Regions from separate parts of the Gossypium arboreum genome. Here region 1 is linked to region 2. The links are chromatin contacts, called in public Hi-C maps. All regions are on one chromosome and are shown on one strand. Each heading gives the region's core, a stretch centred on a gene start, on an enhancer-like site or on the middle of the called end of the contact. The rest is flanking DNA. Distances are from core to core; before and after follow the strand shown. Region 1 holds the start of LOC108461406 (probable beta-1,3-galactosyltransferase 2). Region 2 holds the start of LOC108461368 (50S ribosomal protein L6, chloroplastic).

Region 1 (3,298 bases), core at 69-2,568, 430 kb after region 2:
TCTATTTTTCTTAGCCTCTCTAATTTTTTTTTGCTGTAACTTATGCAACTTGAGTTTGAAATTTGACTCATTTATAGCCTAAGGCCAAGTAGGCATTACTGTAGAAAAGAGCGTCCACGTGGAAGCTTTTTCAGTAATTTTGCTGATAGTGCATCTTGCTTGAAGTGTTTTTGACACTATTTTGTTAGAATCGTCTTCTAAAAATTATTTTTTTAGGAACTACTATAGAAAAAGAGCGTCCACGTAGGAGCTTTTTTCAGTAATTTTGCTGATAGTGCATTCTGCTTAAAGCATTTTGACATTATTTTTTTAGAACCGTCTTCTCAATTTTTTTTAGGAACTACTGTAGAAGAACAGCGTCCACGTGGAAGCTTTTTTTAGTAATTTTGTTGACAGCCCATCCTGCTTGAAGCGTTTTTGACATTATCTTTTCAGAACCGTCTTCTCAAAATTAAATTTTTTGAAACTATTGTAGAAAAAAAATAAAATCATTCTTTTCAATATAATTTTTTCTTAACCTTTAACCTAAACCCTTTTGCAAAAACTCTAAAAGCTAAACATAAAAATTATTTAAAAAAACTAAACCCTAATTTAAATAAATTTTTTAAAAACTCTAAACCCTAATTTAATTAATTTATTTAAAATCCTAAAACCTAATTTAATTATTATTTTTTAAAACTATAAACCATAATTTATTTCTTAAAATTCTTAAACTTTAAATAAATAAAACCCAAAATTATTTTAACAAAACACTAACCCTAAACCCACAAACCCTAGGCAATAAACATGCAAATAGCCCTAAACCTAGAAAAACAAGGGCTAAAACACATTCTTGAGGGAGCGATTTTGCCATGTTAGCAAACACGTCCACGTCAGCGCGTTTTGTGCTGACATGGCAAAATCGCTCTCTTAGGATGCGTTTTGTTGAATTTTCCCCCTAAAATACTCCTACATGGACACGTTTTAATATTTTTTGCCCATTTCAGTAAATAATGAAAAAAGTGGTCTATTTACGTAAATAAAGTTAGAAATATACCTTTATTGATAAAATATTCAAGTTTTATATTAACCCAAAAAAATCTTAAAAAAATAATTGCAATTAACTAGTTAATTTACGACCTGTCACATTAGCCAAATTTCTTTTAATTTCAGACACTCAAATTCTAAGTTAAGTAATTCAAAAATGTTTTTTTTAATGTAAATTTAATATAAAATATTTTTCAAGAATAAAATGAATGAAACTTCAACATAAAACAAAAGTAAAATCGAAGCGCGGTGAGATCCAACCCGACCATGCTTAGCCGCGCATAAATACATATCATCACATGTAAATAAATAAATAAAAAGGGATGAAATGGTAAATTTGTATAAGAAGAAAGCAAGAGAGAAGCGGTTAGTAGTGGGTCGTCTCTCACTTGTGTTCAACGTCCCTTGCCTGCAAGCAATGTTAGACCTCCCTTTTTGAGGCTTTGACACACAGAATCTATACACAGAAACAAACCAACAACAAAAAAAAGAAAGGAATAAAAATAGCAATTCATAATAAAACAGAGTTCTCTGTTTCTGTTTCTTTCTCTTCTTCTGAGAAAAAGTTGGAGCTCATTTTTTGCAACTGTCGTTTGATTCGGCTCAAGCTTCTTCTGTTTTTTTTTTTCCATATGGGTTTTTTGCTTCTTTGATTGCTAGTGTTGGAGAAATAGAGGGGATTTTAGGTTGGGAAGTTTCGAAAATATGTCTTTTAAAAGCAAAACAGAGCAGTCTACTAGGAGTTTTGTTTCAAAGAAATGGACTTTTCTTCTTTGTTTGAGCTGCTTCTGTGCTGGAATTCTCTTCACCAATAGGTAATACCCTTTACATTCTTTTTTTTTGAAAGTTCAAAACTTTTGGCTTTCCCTTATTTCAATGGTGAAACCATGTTAATTTGCTTTGTTAATAGATTTTTTGAGTTATGTTTCTTTTTACAATTATTTGTCCAAGCTTGTGTTCATGTTGAGTTTCAATTCTCTCTTTTTTTTTCTTTTTTTTAAAAGAGATTATTAGTGGGTCTTATTTATTTGGTGTGCCTATTAATGCAAAATTGGATCTAACCTTTGGGATAAGGTTGGTTTCAATTGACAAGTCAATTTTCATATATTAAGCGTTCTAATTTTAATGCTTTTATCTCATTGATGTTTCATCATTTGATAATCGTTGTGCAGAAGAATTAAATAGTTGCAATAGGGAACCTTGACTATAGTTGAAATTTTTACTGCTTTTGTTTTCTTTCTTTTTTTGCACATATAAAAATTTTTGGTTCAAATTTGGATTACAGGTAAAATTTTGGGTTTTCATTATGTTAATGTGTAAAATTGGTAACAGGATGGTGGCTGTTCCTGAATCTAAAGCTATCATGCGGATAACCGCCGTAGAAGCTGAAAAATTAAAACTCATTTCTGAGGGTTGTAACCTAAAAGCTGTGAGTCTCTTTAACTTGCATTCATATAAACCTTTTGTTAAGTTTTGTAGGTTTTAAGCTGTTTGGTTTCCTTTCTTTGTATCAGAAAGGAGAAAAGCATGTATCAAAGGACATCATCGGGGAGGTTTTCAAGACTCACCATGCTATACAGTTAGTATTGCTTTTGTCTAACTATGGTTCATTTGATTTTTAAGTGACTGATCAATGAACTGGTTGTGTCATTTTTCGATGTAGGACATTGGATAAGACTATTTCCAACTTAGAGATGGAATTAGCTGCTGCAAGGGCGGCTCAAGAATCTTTACACGGTGGTTCTCCGTTATCCGAAGATGTGAGTAGAGTTGGATCATCTAGGAAGAGAAAGTATCTGATGGTTATCGGAATTAATACGGCTTTCAGCAGCAGGAAAAGAAGAGACTCAGTTCGTGCTACATGGATGCCACAAGGTGGTCGGATTGATTCTTTTTGACCCTTCCATACCCCCATTCCCTTAACACACATCTGCTCCTTTCCTGATATTCTAATGCGAATTCGGGTGCTGAATCAAATCTGTTTTGGAAAATAGGTGAAAAGAGGAAGAAATTGGAGGATGAAAAAGGCATTATCGTTCGCTTTGTTATTGGCCATAGGTGATGGTTTAATTCTCTTTCTATCGTATTGTTTTATAAGTGAACTAGTATTATATTTTTTCTTGCTGTTCTTATGCTATTAACTTAGTTGTATTCTTCATTGCCTTTGGATCCTTATGGATGATTAAGTTTAAGGAAGCTTACAGAACCAAACTTGATGAACCACTCTAGCACTGTGTTGCCTTGCATGGTATGCCTTTTCAAGGCTACTTTT
Region 2 (3,400 bases), core at 305-2,804:
ATTAAGCCCATCGAGACTTCACTTGGATTTTGTGTAAGTTATAAATGTATTTAATCCAGCAAAGTTAATTGTTTTACTTAAGACTTACTAAGCCTTGAAAGCTTACTCTGTTGTTACGTTTCTCTGTTTTATAGATTGTCAAATTTGGCCTTTGCTCGGGAATCGTCAACAACTCGTCACACTATCACTATCCACTGTTTGGTATTGCTATGTTTTGGATTATTTTATGGCATGTATAGAATAGACTAGTAGCAGAATAATATTCTGGTTAATGTATATAAGCCATGCGAAAATGGCATCATTTGAATGTGTACTTATAGAAGTTTAATTTTATCTCTGGCTGTATTTAGCATTTATCTAAATGAATGATCTTTATTTCAAGAAAAAGTTTAAAATTTTACTGTTCTGACATGAGTTACAAGTCTGGTAATACCCCTTTCCTATTCCGACAACGGTTACGGGATAGGGGTGTTACAGGAGATTTTATTAATTAAATAGAGATGATTACAATTTTTCTCCAAAGTCTATATTTATAAATATAAGGAGTATAAATGAAATGAAACTCTACGTCTAATAAATATTAGAGTCATAAAATATATCAAGCTTATCTTGATGTTGATAGACATCCACTTAATAATGAAAAATAGTCATAACAAAATTGACCATTTCAATGTCTATACGGACTAATTCATTTAACCTTAATAATAATAATAATAATAATTATTATTATTTATATTATTAGAAAACTAAATATGATAATAAAAAGTCAAAGTTATGAAAATATTTCATAAAAAAGATATGAAAGTGTAGTTTTATATTAGAGTAAGGGGAAATTTTTAAATATAATAATTATAATTATAAGCATAAGCATAATTTTAATTTTAGAAAAGTATGAACTTTATAATATTTTATTTATAAAAAACAATTATTCACAAGTTGTCAATTATATATAATTTTTATATTTATTAATTTAATTGATTATATGACATGTTTTAATTAGTCAGTTATAACTAATTAAAACTAGCAATTAATTAAAATAAATAATACAACAAAACATTAGGTATATGAACGATTTATGCATGAGCTTTCCTTATAACAACTTAGAATATTTTATCAAGTTAATAGTTTAACTTAAAATGATTTTTAAATGATCTTGTGGATGATTAATTATGATACTAATTTAATTATTTAATTCACTTTATAAATATATAAATGAATTTAGAGTAGTTATAATAATTATTGTTAAAAAGAAATTGCAATAGTAAATTTTTTAGTGCCCCAAATGTGATATTATTTTTCTATTTAACAAAACTCAAAATTATTAAAACCTCCTAATCAAATTGAACCCAACTATAATTATCGAATTTTTTTATTTTATTTTATACCATTTCAGTTTCAAAAATTAAAATTAAATAGAGCGAATTTGATTAAATTTTTGTCCAAAAATGGAAATCAACCGAATCCCTAATTAAATCTCACTTAAAAAATAAAAAGAAATAGGATGCTGTTCCACGTGGGGAAGGGCATCATAGAAATTCATTGTTTTAAAGAAGGGTAGTACTGGCAATATGCTAAAACCAGCTCTCCTCCTCGATAACAGTCGTTTTGGATAGCCCCCCCTTTCTTTTCTTCGCTTCCATAGAGAAGGCTAAAGCTGATGATAAGAAAACTCTGAGAGAAATGGCTTCTTCAATTATATCTTTGCAAACCAGGTTAGCTCCCTAGCAATGTTTCTTAATGGTCCTTTTGGGTATTTAGGCTGAAATATACCTGAGTGTAGGAAGATGGGTTTCCTTGTGTTGTTTTCTTTTTCACCCACAACTTTTAGCTAATTATCTTTGTCTTAATGTTGTTTGTTCTTGAAGAATATTGTTTTCGCTTTCAAACTGTTAATGGAGTGGTGTCTTGAAATGGTTTTGTCTTGTTCACTCAAGTTTTAGAGTTGAATGCTACTGTGTTGTGCAGCTATGGTGCTCTAGAATATGTCTAGGCTAATGGTGGGAATGTTTTTTAATGCAAAGGCGAAAACTTTTGTTGTGCTTTCAATCTTAAAAAGCTAGTACTTTGACTGAATTCAGCTTCTAGGCTTCCTTTGAGTTAGTGCATAGAATGTTAATACAAGGCAACATTTTGTTTTCCAGTATAAGAGTTATTGTTTTTGTAATTTGATGGGATTACTTTCTTCTCGTGTTTCAGCAATTTGAGGTCTGCATTTTTGGGAGAGAAAAATGGGAGCTGTGTTTCTAGCATTCCCATAACTCGCGTAAGTTTAGTGAGGAAGGCTATTGAGTGTAAGGAGTCGAGAATCGGGAAGCAGCCAATAACGGTTCCGTCCAATGTGACGATTACTATGGAGGGTCAGGACATAAAAGTAAAAGGTCCTTTGGGAGAAATGGCATTGACATATCCACGAGAAGTAAAGGTTGATAGGGAGGAATCCGGAGCCCTAAGGATCAGAAAGTCAGTGGAGACTAGGAGAGCCAACCAAATGCATGGCCTTTTCAGGTAATTGTTCCTACTTGTATGTTTTTCCTGCCTTTATCTAAAAGTTGTTTTCTTAATTTTTCTGCATATCTTATCTCTAGCTCTATCTTGATAATCTTGTTTAGTTCTGTTCTGTACATATCCTTGTATGGACCAATTGAATAAAGTGATGCTGGGAATGTTTGCAAATTTACCATGCCTAGACTTACAATCTATGCTCAATAAATTGATATTATCTTCTAATAAAAATGATACTTGGTTGGTTATGCATTTTCTTATGTTTACTGCCAAATGTTAGGAACAAATGTCTGGAACGTCTTTTGATTTTGGATCATATAATCTGGTTTTTATCATTTAATATTACTAACTTGTCAAAAATACAGTCAGTGTCTCACCTCTGTCCAATAACCATGGTCCTCAGGCAAGTATTGTTGTGACTTTATTACATCCGCTACTCACTCTTGCTCATTAGGCATCTACGTCTATTCATAGTATCACTTGCTTTTTTTCTTTTTTTTTTCTGAACTCCATAGTGAAACTTTAATCAGATTCTTTACTTTGAAGGAATTAATTTGATACGTTTTCCTCAAGCAACATGGATGCTATTCTGGAGTTGGGTTGAGTTTTGGATCAAGCTGTCTTGATTGCCTGCCTTCATAGCAAGCATTACTTGTTTGTTTAAATAACTTGACTCTAGTTTTGGTTCCCTGATCATTCTGGCATGAGATTCATATGCATTTTGTGATGTCCGTCATTCATTTTACTTTATAACAAGTAAACTTGATTTTGGGCTTGCTAGAATGCTCCCTTATATGCGTAATTCCTCATGCAGTTTGTTACATATCGTTCTTCAATGCTTGCAGTGGTTCTTTAACGACAGTTCATGGATATATAATGTCCAAAATGGTTTCGATCA

What was found. A called contact is a pair of places that touch in the nucleus more often than the background predicts.
Region 1: a contact with region 2 is called in a Hi-C map of leaf, with 3 times the contacts expected there. The contact joins the promoter of LOC108461406 here to the promoter of LOC108461368 in region 2. A contact is called at or near these places in 2 of 5 Hi-C or Micro-C datasets (both in leaf).

The regions. Positions count from the first base shown.
Region 1 is chr13:68,349,071-68,352,368 of ASM2569848v2, forward strand. LOC108461406 (probable beta-1,3-galactosyltransferase 2) reads left to right here and starts at 1,319. Exons shown (of 11, transcript XM_017761252.2): 1 at 1,319-1,841; 2 at 2,359-2,455; 3 at 2,541-2,605; 4 at 2,690-2,901; 5 at 3,021-3,084. The coding sequence starts at 1,732.
Region 2 is chr13:67,921,236-67,924,635 of ASM2569848v2, forward strand. It overlaps LOC108461368 (50S ribosomal protein L6, chloroplastic), which reads left to right and starts at 1,555. Exons shown (of 3, transcript XM_017761200.2): 1 at 1,555-1,712; 2 at 2,197-2,505. The coding sequence starts at 1,681.